Linked DNA regions of Mus musculus: region 1 is linked to region 2. A link is a contact called in public HiChIP or PLAC-seq data. All regions are on one chromosome and are shown on one strand. Each heading gives the region's core, a stretch centred on a gene start, on an enhancer-like site or on the middle of the called end of the contact. The rest is flanking DNA. Distances are from core to core; before and after follow the strand shown.

The links. HiChIP or PLAC-seq counts read pairs in DNA pulled down with a chosen protein or histone mark.
Region 1: a CTCF HiChIP or PLAC-seq map of the NIH/3T3 cell line shows a contact between it and region 2, with 12 read pairs. The contact joins the enhancer-like site here to the promoter of Pimreg in region 2. A contact is called at or near these places in 1 of 39 promoter capture datasets (embryonic stem cells), 1 of 15 datasets of contacts at CTCF or cohesin (the NIH/3T3 cell line), 3 of 484 Hi-C or Micro-C datasets (cerebral cortex, forebrain and uterus), 5 of 115 datasets of contacts at active chromatin or transcription factors (double positive thymocytes, embryonic fibroblasts, embryonic stem cells and 1 more) and 3 of 9 other capture datasets (adipose tissue, liver and pancreatic islet).

What each region holds. Positions count from the first base shown.
Region 1 is chr11:72,081,891-72,088,368 of GRCm38.p6, reverse strand. All of the region lies in intron 4 of Pitpnm3 (PITPNM family member 3), which reads left to right. Among named protein-coding and RNA genes, the nearest start is that of Gm46286, 34 kb to the right of the region's middle. Within about 2 kb of position 4,463, at least 27 of the 459 cell types and tissues checked have an H3K27ac peak or open chromatin away from gene starts, as enhancers often do. A contact at or near this core is called in the NIH/3T3 cell line and embryonic fibroblasts, where this site is marked.
Region 2 is chr11:72,040,444-72,046,060 of GRCm38.p6, reverse strand. Pimreg (PICALM interacting mitotic regulator) reads right to left here and starts at 3,559. Exons shown (of 6, transcript NM_144526.3): 1 at 3,527-3,559; 2 at 2,724-3,044; 3 at 803-1,080; 4 at 287-382. The coding sequence starts at 3,011. It also overlaps a transcript of Aipl1 not described here.

The DNA.
Region 1 (6,478 bases), core at 3,214-5,713, 41 kb before region 2:
AGGGAGGTCTTTGTAGGAAATCTTGCCCTTCTAACCCTGCCTGTTTCACTCGCTCACTCGCTGCCTAGTGCTCCCTGTCCCCTGTCTCCTTTCATCTGTGTGTCTCTGCTGAGTCAGTTTGGATGTTAACTGTGTGTGTGCATGCAAGCCCCTGTCCTTTCTAGAGAATGATCTCCGGTAGCTCGAGCTTCTCACGGGACAGTGGAGAGGCTTGAGATCCCACCCATCCCAGCATCCCAGTGGAAGGGCAGAAGCAACCTCCTTAGCAAACAGTAGGAAGGACGCAGGTCCCTGGGGACTCTCCCCTCACTTCCCCCTCCATGGCTGCAGAGACTGGATGTCATGCTACGTGTAGAGAGTGGTCCTGTCCTTGCCATGGGCTTCTTGCATTGTCTATAGGGTGGGGAGTCCACTGTCTCTATTCACACCCCACGCAAGTGCCCCCAAAGGCCTCCCCTGTCCCTCTGGCTCAGTAGCTGTTTGGTGTGGTGGAAATTGCCTAGGCTTTGCTCTCTGATACCCATTAAATCTCGAGTGTGGAAGGGCTGACACCATGATTTCAGGGTCACAAGGTAAAAACAAAGATGGACAGGAGCTGATGACTTCTGAGGAAGGCAGCCATTCTGCCAGCTCTGCTCCGATAACCTCAGAGGTTACCCGTGCCTGGCCAATTTGGATCCAAGTTCTCTCCTTTCCTGCAGCTTCTCCTTCTCAGGTGCCCCAGGTACCTGGAGAAGTGCTCTGTCTGTCCTGTTGCACAGCTACTTTCTGAAGGAAGTCTCATGACCAGCCATCAACCCCTAACCCCACAACCCCACCCTCAATCCCTTTGGGTCCAGACTGTTCATAGGAAAGGGACACGTAAGAATATCTGGAGCTTCCTCTGCATGGAAAGAGTGTCCCTCTTACCTTTACCTACTGTGTCCCTCAGGCTCGGGTGGAGCCCACATGGCTTACAACAGGAACTTGACACATGCTGGCCTCCCTAAGGGACAGTACGGTGGAATAGCCATGCTTTCAGATCAGAGTGCAGTGCTTCCTCTAACCTCCTCTAGTTCATGGACCAGAATCTGGCAGTAACTAATGCTAAGCTCCAGTTTTCTTACCCCAGACCGACCCTGCGTCTCCACTGATACCCTAGCTTTGGGCAGAGCCTGACATATCCAGGGCCCGAGTCCAGGCTCCAGGCCCTGGCTCTAGTCTGAACTTGGATCCTCAGTTCAGGTGTTGAGGGCAGCGGACATCACCCTCCCCACTGGACAAGGTTGATGCCGTACCCCATTGCCTAGGCCTCCTTCCCAATAAGCCCTCAGTTCATAGTCCATTTGGGATGACTCCCCCTCCCGGCACGGTGTTCAAAGCCCCTTTCCCACAGCTGGCCTTCCCCTCCTCCGCCTGGTAACTGGTATCTTTTCCTGGCCTGTGTGGGCAGCTTGCTGAGCACAGCTGCAGACAGGCTATATTTAGCCGGCTTTAATGAGCTCAGGGTGGCAGACGTCCGCCTTGGGAGCACTTTTTCTTGCGTGTGTGCGTATGTTTGGGCCTGGCATGCTTCCTTTCTTTGTGCTCCTGTGTGCATTCGCTCCCCCTACCTCCATGGTTGTGTGCACTAGTGTGCACTGGCTAGCATGTGCCATGAGAGCAGATGCAGTTCTCCCTGCACAGCGTCTCTGCTGTGTAGTGGCTGGGTGCAGTTCTGATGCTTGTGGTGCAGAATGGGAGCAAATCATTAGTCTGTTGGCTTGTTTGTTGAAGAATATTTAATGAATACCTTTATTATCCAGGGCTGTGGTAGTCTCTGGGGATAAAACAGAGCAGAGCCAAATGAACACAGTCTATCTCCTAAGGGTTTTACAGTCTGGGAGCTGGAGGAGAGAGTCCTCAAATAACTAAAAAATTACAATTGTGGGTTGAAGAGATGGCTCAGCAGATAATGGTGCTTGCTGCCAAGGCTGACAACCTAAATTTTATCCCTGGAACGTACACTGTAGGAGAGAATCAGTTCCCACAAGTTGTCTTCTGTTCTCCATATGTGTGCCATGGGGCATGAGTGCTGATATTTGTCTGCTTGGACATGTGTGTGTGTGCATGCACTCATGTGAGCACACACACACACATACACACACACACACACAAATTGAAAGCATTTTTGGGCTACAGAGTTGGCTTAGCAGTTAAGAGGACTGGCTTTTCTTCCAGAGGACCCAGGTTCAATTTTCAGAACCCATATGGCAGCTAACAACCATCTCTAACTCTAGTTCCAAGGCATCCAGAACCCTCTTCTGGCCTCCACAGGCACCAGGCATGCAGTAGCACACTGACACACATGCAGGCTGAATACTTACACACATAAAACAAAATTTTTTTAAAAATTAAAAACAATTGTAAGGATTTGTCCCAGGAAAGAGAGCTATGCTGCTTTGTGTGTGTGTGTGTGTGTGAGTGTGAGTGTGTGTGTGTATGTGTGTGTGTCTGTGTGTGTTTGTGTGTATGTGTAAGGATGAGTGGATGGGACATTCCCACCTCAAGGAGGAAGGAACATGGATGTTTCTGTAAGAAATTTGTGTTACATGTGCAGTATAAAAATGTCCAGACCTAGGAAGCAGAGATGCAAGGGCTCCATGGTGAGAGGGGAAGGGGGAATGTTTGCCAACAGAAAGGCAGAAATGGCTGAGTTTGGAAGGAAAGAGGAAACAAGGGTAGAGGTAGGTAGAGTGGAGACTGTGGACAGACTGTGGTTGTCAAAGAAGTGCAAAGTCAAAGGTTGCCCTGGAGGATATGGTGAGCTCACAGCTATAGAATGTAGCCTGGGACTCAGTCAGAGGTCCAGCAGAGGGAAGGCTCCTAAACTACATGGCAGGAGGAGAGCCTTGCAAAGGGACCTGATGCCCAGCTGACCAAAATGGCATCCATAGCTGGAGCTTCATAGCTTCATAGAGTGCATGGCACAGGGGGATCCCTCCTCTTCCCAGTTCTCCTATAGTGTCTCCCATGGCTTAACTTTTACCATGGAGCCTCCGCCTTTCCAGAGACAGGGCCAAGGCTATGTAGTCGGTGGGAGGGGCCAATGGAGACCACTCAGCGCAGACCCCTGACTTGATGCAAGGAACCACACTCTGTTTTCCTGAAAATCAGTGTGACTTTGACCTTGGGTTTCCACTTGGCTGAGCAGATGAAGGACCCCTCTCTGTGAGTGCACAGCCGTCTCCTTCCCTAAGTTTTCTGTCAATGTCCCTGAGGCTCTACATATTACCCCACACAGGTTGGTGTGTGGAACCCTGTGCTGCACACATATAGGCAGGATCCTGTGCTCACACTGGATTGTAGAGTGACCTTTAACCCAATTCCTCGTCTCCCACTTGTCTCCCCCTATAGCTCCCAGTGGATTCCTGGGTCTCAAGGGTAGCTAGGTCTTGTGAGTTCCCCTCCTTCATGGGATTGTGAAGGGTTCAGCCTCTGTCCTCCCCTCAACTGGAGTGGTGAGGTGGGAGCCTTTCATTTTTTTTTTCAACTTGAAAGCATCTCTTGTGTCTTCAAATCCTCTTTTCCTGGTAACAAAGGAAAAACAAGAGCCAGGGAGCTTTGCCACAAACCTAGAGGCAAGGAGTTGGAGCAGGCAGAAAATATAAAGTCAGATCTCAGAAAAGACAAAAAAAAATCACCTTGTTACACGCACTTTGAAAATAGTCTTAGTTTTGATCTGGTTTTTTTGAGTAGGCCGTGCATGAACAAGGTAAAAGTCTCAAAAGGCATGAACGATGACGCACGTACCTCCCTCTTCCCGCTCCATGCCCGGCTCAGCTCACCCAGCTCTTCTTCCCAGACGTGGAGAGGATGACGAGCGTCTCATGTCCCACTCCAGACTCTGCAAACATGAACATATCCATAAATATTCACTTCCATATATATTTTTATATATACCCCACACAGATGGGAGCGCGCCGTGTGCGTTTTCCCCCTTGCCTTCTGTGGATAATATACCACGATTCTCTTCCTGTCTCTGAACATCTACAACACTCAGGTTCATTGATCTTGGCCTTGAGTGTGTGCAAGATCTCTGTGATGCACTTTATTTAGCCTGTCCCCTGTAAGTTGCCTCTCACCATTCAGTATTGTAAACAGCATAGCTGTGGTTGATGGGGTACATGCAGCATGTCCGTCACATGGACTTGGCCTGGCTGGGTCATGGGTGCTTGGTATTTTTAATGGCACTACCAGATGGCCCTCCAGAGAGCTTGTATTGATTTTTACTCTCACAACAAGGAATAAAGAAAACCTGTTTTCCCACAGGGTGTTGATAGTGGCTTAACCGAGAAACACAAGCAAGGGATTATGGGTGATCTCATGGGTAGACTTTAGCGCCTCTTTGTGTGTGAGAGTCATTTCCTGTCCCTAGGCTGGGAGCCACTGAGATTGGAAAGGATGACTGAGGGGGGTTTGGGCTGGATGAGGTGGCTGCATTCCATTGTGAGAGTGTGAACTTCTGGGTAGGCAAGCCCAAGATGACTAAACTGGGACTAGTCAGACCCTATTGTCCCAGCAAGCTCCTGTACCCAATGACAGGGTCTGCCTGCCTTCCCTCACAGCCTGTTTCTTTGTGAGAGGACAGGACCGTGGAGTTGGAGGCATTTGAAAACTGAAGAGATCATTCCTTTCTAGTCACTTCCTCATTTTAGATGGAACGATTCCAGGCCTGACCTGCGGCCTGGGTTCAAATCCTTGTGTGTATCAGTTACCTTTCCTCATTACCGGTACAAATATCTGTCAGGAACTTACAGGAGAAAATGGCTTTGTTGTTGTTGTTGTTGTTTGACTCAGTTTCAGTTAATGTAGTAGAAGGCCTGGCCAGGAAGGCCTTGACCTTAGAGGTTGATATCGGCCACCTACACTCCAGGTCAATAACCTCCCCAAAACAATACCACCAGCTGGAGACAAACACAAGCCAATGGGGGACAGTCTACATTCAAGCCTTCCATTTCCATCTGGAGAAAGGGTCCCTTAACCCTTCTGAGTCTCGGTTGTCTCTGTGAGGCGTTCAGAAAAAACATGAAGATTGTGCTAGACACAAGGTGATGACTGGGCACTCGAGACACAGATGAAAGGACCTGTGTTCATACGGAGGGCTCAGTGGGGACACCAGGTTGGGGTTGTCATACTCTTCTGGCCATCTTACCAGCCTTGGTTCAAGATGGTGGCTTTCTGGCCCTGACATGGGTTTCCTTAGCTGAGTTATCTCTCTAAGATATTCCCATGCTCATTTAGAGTGACCAACAGTATGTTCTTAAGAGGGTCTTTCTGGGTCCCAGACCCTAGTAAGGGGCAAGGTCAAGCTTTTGTCTGTTTCTCTTTAAAGCCACTGGTTTACTAAAGACCTCTACCATTAGCTAAACAAAGTCAGGTGGGTGCAATTTGATCTTGACTTTGAGAAGGCAAATGTTAATGTTAGACACAGGAGGAATCTCAGTTTCTAGATCCTCCTAACCCTGGGTGAAAATTCCATCCCAGCATCCCTACCAAGTGGATATTGCATAACTTGCTTGCATAACCTGGGTGGAGGAGAGTTGCCTGCCTACAGGCCAGCACAGGCCACTGTGAACAACTGTAAACACCGTAGGCACAAGCCTGAGGTACTCAATCCACCATGACATGCTGTTGTCCTGCCCTGGACTCCCTTGGCTCAAACATGGCTCAGCGTGCATCTGTAACTGGATCTGCATCGTGAATCTGCAGTGTAGATCTGTGCGGTGGATCTTCACTGTGAATCTGTGGTGTGGAACTGTAGTGCATATTTACTGAGTAATCTGTACTGTGGATCTGTGGAGTGTGGCTGTGGTATGGACCTATGGTATGGGTCTGCAGGGTGTATCCATAGAGTAAGGAGATCTGTGATGGGGAATCTGTGGCATGGGTCTGCATGTACATCAGCCACATTAATTTGTGTTGAAAATCTGCTATACAAACCAGCATGGCTTCTATAGCGTGGATCTACAGAATGGATCTTCAGTGTGGATTCTGCACCTTGGGCAGTGTGTATCTGCAGGTCCACTTGGGTCTGCTTTTCTCTGGGCTGGACCCTTCCCTTTCTACAGTTATCAGGCTCTAGGTATGTCCTCAATGTGGCCTGAAGTCCTCATTTGGAACTGTAATTCTGGTTTGGACAGTCTCATTTTGCAGCCCTGCATTATGTGACTAGAGCTGGTTTACATGGCCTACATAAGTTTTAGACAGGTGACTTCGACCTGGTCACATGACTTGGTTTTATTCATATAATTCTCCAAGCTTGGGATCTTTATAGCCTTGTACTGAATTTGCTTGGGTGTTTTCAGCTCTGACCCAAGTTGGGTGATGACCAGCAAGCAGAATAGAAGTCAGAAAGGGAGACTGAGTTACGTGTTAACACCAAAATACAAGATTTAAGCTTGTTACCAGCTTGTAAATGTAATAACACACGTTTATAGTGTTCACCCAATGTACATAT
Region 2 (5,617 bases), core at 2,310-4,809:
GGGTATAGAGGAGCCATGAAAGGTGTTGGAGGAAGGGGAGGTCTCTCAGGAAGCAGGTACCCAGCCACATGTGAGGTTCAAGGTGACTGGAGAAGGTGGGAATCTATAACCTGGATGATTCCTAGTGCATCCTTTACCATCATCCCAGGAGGCAGATGCACAGATGGACAAGGACTTGGTCTTGGTCATGTGGCAGGTTGGTATTAGAACCAGCACCTTCTCTAGAAATACAGTATGGCTCAAGGAGCCCATGGCCATTTTACCCTGACCCCAAGATGCAGCTCACCTCTCTTCAGCCTTGATGGCTCTGTCCAGCCTTTGAGACAGCTTCTGAAGATGCTGGATTCCGGCTCCCACAGGCTCTAGGTCACTGTCAGACTCACTGAACACAAGGAGATGTCTCAGCAGGGATTAGAAAGAGCCCTGAGCAGGGCCCAGGTGACCCTGGGGGACTGGGAAAGCCCCACTAGAGCCTCCCTTTGGGGTGTGACATGCAAGCCTGAGAGGCCAAGCAATGGGCAGTTATTTTATAGCTCGGTGAGGGCTGCTGCTGGTCTTGCACCTGGGCCTCGGTCTTCCAGATGTCTCCCATCTAGGAGGGAGTGATACTCATCTCCTATTCCTTTTACAGCTAAGCAAACTGAGGCTCAGAGATTTTTTTTCCCCCTCAGGTCCTCACCAGCTTTGGGGCAGACCTGGGCCAGAACTAGGATGTGACAGATCAGGGCATTCTCGTCCCAGGTGACTGAGGAGACTCGTGGGACAGAAGGGGAGGTCCTCCTGGGCTCAGACGACTACTTGCCTGGGAGAGCAGAGAGGTTCTGTGGAGGAACAGGGGCTCCGGAGGGCAGACTCCCTCCTTAGCCGCTGACGGCGATGGGCATGCGGACCCATCTGGCCAGAGAGGCGAAGATGTCCCCCGACTCTAGCATCCCGGTTGGCCCTGCATAGCCGAGTGTTCTTCTGGCTCAGACTGGGTGGTGGTGACCCTCTGTCTTTCTGGGCTCCTCGCTTCCTTCTCACTTTCACCTGTGTCTCCATCAGCCACTTGGTGCCACTCTGACAGGACTCCTGGATCCTCTGTGATGGGTTCATGTGAGAAGGTTGGCACAGATAGGACCAAGGTGGGCTACCAGGCTCTAGCCATTCTTCCAGCCCAGGGCTGGCCCCACAAACACAGTCTGCTGTTACTAAGCAGCAGCAACAGTAAGCCAAGAGCAACAGCATGACTCCCCATGAGATGGTACTCTCCTCCAAGACCTTCCTGAGATCCAGTGTGGTAACTCAGCAGGTAGCAGCAAGACCACTCTACATCTGAGCCCCCAGGCAGAGACTAACTCAGAGAGTGAGGGAGGCTCAGTTTTCTGGATGCCAGCTCTGGATCCTACCTTAGTCCTATTCTTTCTCTTCCCTCCTCCATCTCAGTCTAACATACTTCAATGACAGGTCTGCTCATAACACTTAATTGCTCTGAGCCCTTCCATGGCTCCCAATAATCTACAGGGCTGAGTCCCAACCCTTGGATCTTCAACATGTGGCTGGGTCAAACAGCCTTGCTAGATTGTCTTTGCCTTGGCAAACCAGAACCCAGAAGTTGGAGCAAGGCCCGAGATAAGTTTTCATGAGTTGGGTGACCTTAGACAAACTGTCACATTTCATTGTTCTGAGCTATAGCGATGTTGAAAGCAATCTTAGGGCTCTTCCAAGTCAGAGCTAGACTTTGGCAAGGAGACCTCTCTGTGGAGTCGTCAGAGGCCTCTGCTCTCTCCCTACACCATCAGAATGCCAGCAAGATGCCAGGGGCCATTCCCCCTTCTCTTCTTAGAGGTCTGCTCATTCTCATAGCTTCTGTCCTGTCCAGGGGACACCTGCCCACATCTCCAGCTCCAGGTTTAAAGACCTAGGTGGGGTCAACATGATATCGTAACAGGTACATCTTCTTGCCACCAAACCAGGCAACTCGTGTGATCTCCAGAACCCACACGGTGGAGGGAGACCTTATTCCTTCTCTGACCTCCAGACAAGTACCACTGCATAAGCGCTCCTCCCATAGATAAATATTAAAACATTAAAAGAAGATATCTGCTCGAAGGCTCTTGGACACACCACACACAAACACCACCCCTCAAATCTGCCTTCTGAACCGCTCAGGAAGTTGCACCCTTTCTGCAAGCCCCGCTCCTCTGCCTTTTTCTACCAAATAGTTGACAGCTAAGGTGTAAGAGTGTGACTGGGAGACTTTAAATGGGGGTCAGCACACAGGATCACCTCTCTCACTATACTGACTGCTTAGCTTCACACTGGGGACTCTTCTCTTCAGCATCCACGCTGGACTCACTCACAGCATCCCACTGGCCCTGTGCCTACATACACCTCCCCTTTCCTGAGTGATCTTGGAAGAGTCACCTATTCTAGGAAGTCTTTATCCACTAAGCTTGAGACTGGTATCTCTTTATAGATAGCCATTTCCTGCAATTTTCTATCACAGGACATGGCAGGTCACCTTGCATGGGGAACACCAATTTCTTCCATGACTTTATTCACCTACTGATTTGTTGGGAAACTATTATGTGCCAGAATGACCGGGGTTCTGGGAAAATGGCAAGAACCTAATCAAACCCCAAGACCCCATGGAGTCTATATTCCTGGGGTCTCCCTGAGGATAGGGACAGTCAACACCAAGGACGCTTCTGTAAACAGACGGCTGGTGGTGTCATTGTTACCTGGGACATGGCACCCAAGGCGCTTTTGGCTGAGCGAGCTGCAGCCTGAAGACCTTGCTGCTCTGGCTCTGGACTTTCCAGGCGTTTCCAGGAGGGGCCGTTACCGAGGTTCAGGCTGACCGCTCTCAGAGGCAGCCTCCTTTGGAATTGTCTGCACAGGGAGCCCAAGGGACCGGTCTCCGGATGACCCCCAGCAGACCGGGTCACCTCCTTCTTCTCTAGCTGTTCCTCCTTTAGGAGTGATCGTCTGCGCACAGAGGTCCTCATGCCCTGCCACTGAGACGCCATGTGCTTGGTCCAGTTTCCGCTGCCCGCTAGATCCTGGGGAGGTCAAAAGGTCATCAAAGTACTCCCTGACCCCATTCCAAGGCTCCAGGGACCTTGGGAACTGGGAAAGAGATGAAGTGGAACCTCGCGGGGTAGGCCTGTTGGGCAATTGTGGATGCCAGAAAGATGACCAATGGCATCATGGTCAGCAGCTGCCTCCGTTGCAAGGCGGCAATTTGTCCGTCTTTCCATCCTAGCCTATTCCCCATAGGCTAAGTGGAGTGGCACACAGGTCACGGAGCCTCGGCGCTTACGCAGGGCACCAGCAGTATGCTGTTTTCACAAATTTTCCTCTCCGGAGCAGATTTAGCAATCCAGCCAAGGCCTCGGATCCGATGGGGCGTTTGCAACTCCTAGACATTCCCTTTGTCTTGTGGGTCCTATCCAGAGCTCCTGACCCGTTCCCCATTCAGAGCTCCCCGTGAGACCGTCCCCCACCCCCCTCCTTAAGCCCCTCGGTAACCCCGCATGCTCACCTCCCTGCTCGATACCCGGACCCGAAGATCAACACCCTCTCCTAGCCCACCGCAGCCGATTTGAAACTCCGCGCGGCCCCGCCCCGCCCCGGCGCTTGCAGCCCATTGGCCCTATCAGCCATCCACCACCGCCGCCCCGGATTTCGATTGGTCTTTTTCTCTCGTGACTGTAAATCCTGCTTTGGGATTGGCCTGGCCACGCCCATACATCGTTCGTAGACCCCCCACCTGGCTCGCCGCAGAGGGGTCCAGGTCGCCACCGGATCACTGTTACCGACCAGCCCGCCTCCCTACATCCCGGCTGCTTGGTCCCAGGCGACCGCGCCTAGTCCATCGTTCTCCCAAGCTCTCTTCTTCAAGCATGCAGGTCAGGGTGCAGGATGCTGCGGGGGTTCAGGTCACCGCCACCCAGGGCACGCGCCCCTTTCAGTCCTTCACCCCGCCTAACTTCTCTCCCACGATAAGTAGTTTTGTCAAAGCGATAGGCTGGGACTGCCGAGCTTTGCGATCCCTGGGAAGTTTTGTTTCAAATTCCCCGCGTAATTCTCTTCCTTCCTGCGAGATGGCCCTGCCCCTGTCTGTTCCTCAAACAAACACCCTGCTGGCGGCGCCCAAGAAAGCACATCTCAGAGGAGGGGACAGACTGTAGATCACCCTCTCCACAGTTAGGTCAGTTCCTCTGCCGGGTCTTGCTCTACGCATCTTTCAATCTTTCTTTCCTGTAGTCTGCCAGCAAGCTAAAAAAACAAAACAAGAAACAAAGACGACGACGACAAACAACAGCAACCCAGGCTGGGTCACTTTCTCCCATGCTTTCATTTTTATGGTTTTGACTTTTTTTAAAAAAAATATTTTTATTTTTAATTATATGTCTCTGTGCATGTAAATGCCTGTGGGGTGGCGTGGTGGCGACACAGAAGAGGAAGTCAGACCCTCTGGAGCTGGAGTTAGAGGTGGTTGGTTCTAACTGGCCACACTCAGCCTCCCCAAGATTGAAATCAAGGGGCCTGGCGTGCCACCACAATGGGGCCTTCTTATCGGTCCTCAAAAAAGAATTTCTCTTCTCCCTCCTCTCTCCTTTCCTCAGCCTGGAGTGAGACTCCTAGAGACTCTTCAGGCCTCTTCCTGGTGTCAGGATTGTCTGACCCTCTCCTGACCTCAGTGTTTACCTCCCAACCCCCTATAATAATAATGGTTGATTTGTGTGTAGCACTTGCAAACACTCCCTTTCTATCAGCAAGCCCAGTTTATCCCCAGTGCTCTGCAGCTCTGTGAGGTAGCTGGGGTGTGGAGAGACTGGCCGTACACTTCACTCACTAACTGTAGCAGGGTGAAGGACCCAAAGGCCATGCATGCAGGGACGTTGTCTGTGTGACCAGGGTTGACCCCCTCACTGTTGCTCCTCAGACCCCACCCTTTTCCAGCTGGGGTCTCTCCCTTGACTCCTGAAGCCAGCACTCTTCTGGGTCCTGTCACCTCCTGCTGGCTGCATAAAGCCAACAGAGCCAAGACACTGGTTCCCTGCTCCCCCAAAGTCTCTCTAATCTCACCAAGGGGAACTTGTGACTTATTAAACTCTGTGCTTTCTTCCTTCTTACACCCATGGGTCTCAAGTTCAGCATGTGTAGAGAGACAAGTATTTCCAGACCAAATCTCCAATAATCAATCAGAGAACTGTACCGTTATCTAAACGTGAGACCTTGACAATGAGCTGGCTAGGCAGAGGATATGTTTGTAGGCATTTATCTTTGTGACTGTGTGTTTGTGTTTTGTTTTTTGCACAGGACATATCATGTTTAAGACCACTCTTTGAAAGAAACCACACACACATACACACACACACACACACACACACACACACACACACACACACACACAAACACTCCCCTCTCTCTCTCTCTGTCTCTCTCTCTGTCTCTCTCTCTCTGTCTCTGTCTCTCTCTCTGTCTGTCTCTCTCTGTCTCTGTCTGTCTCTCTCTGTCTCTGTCTTTCTCTCTCTGTCTGTCTCTCTCTGTCTCTCTGTCTCTCTCTGTCTCTCTCTCACACACACACACAACCCCAAACAAATCTCCCTGAACTACTGTGACTGTT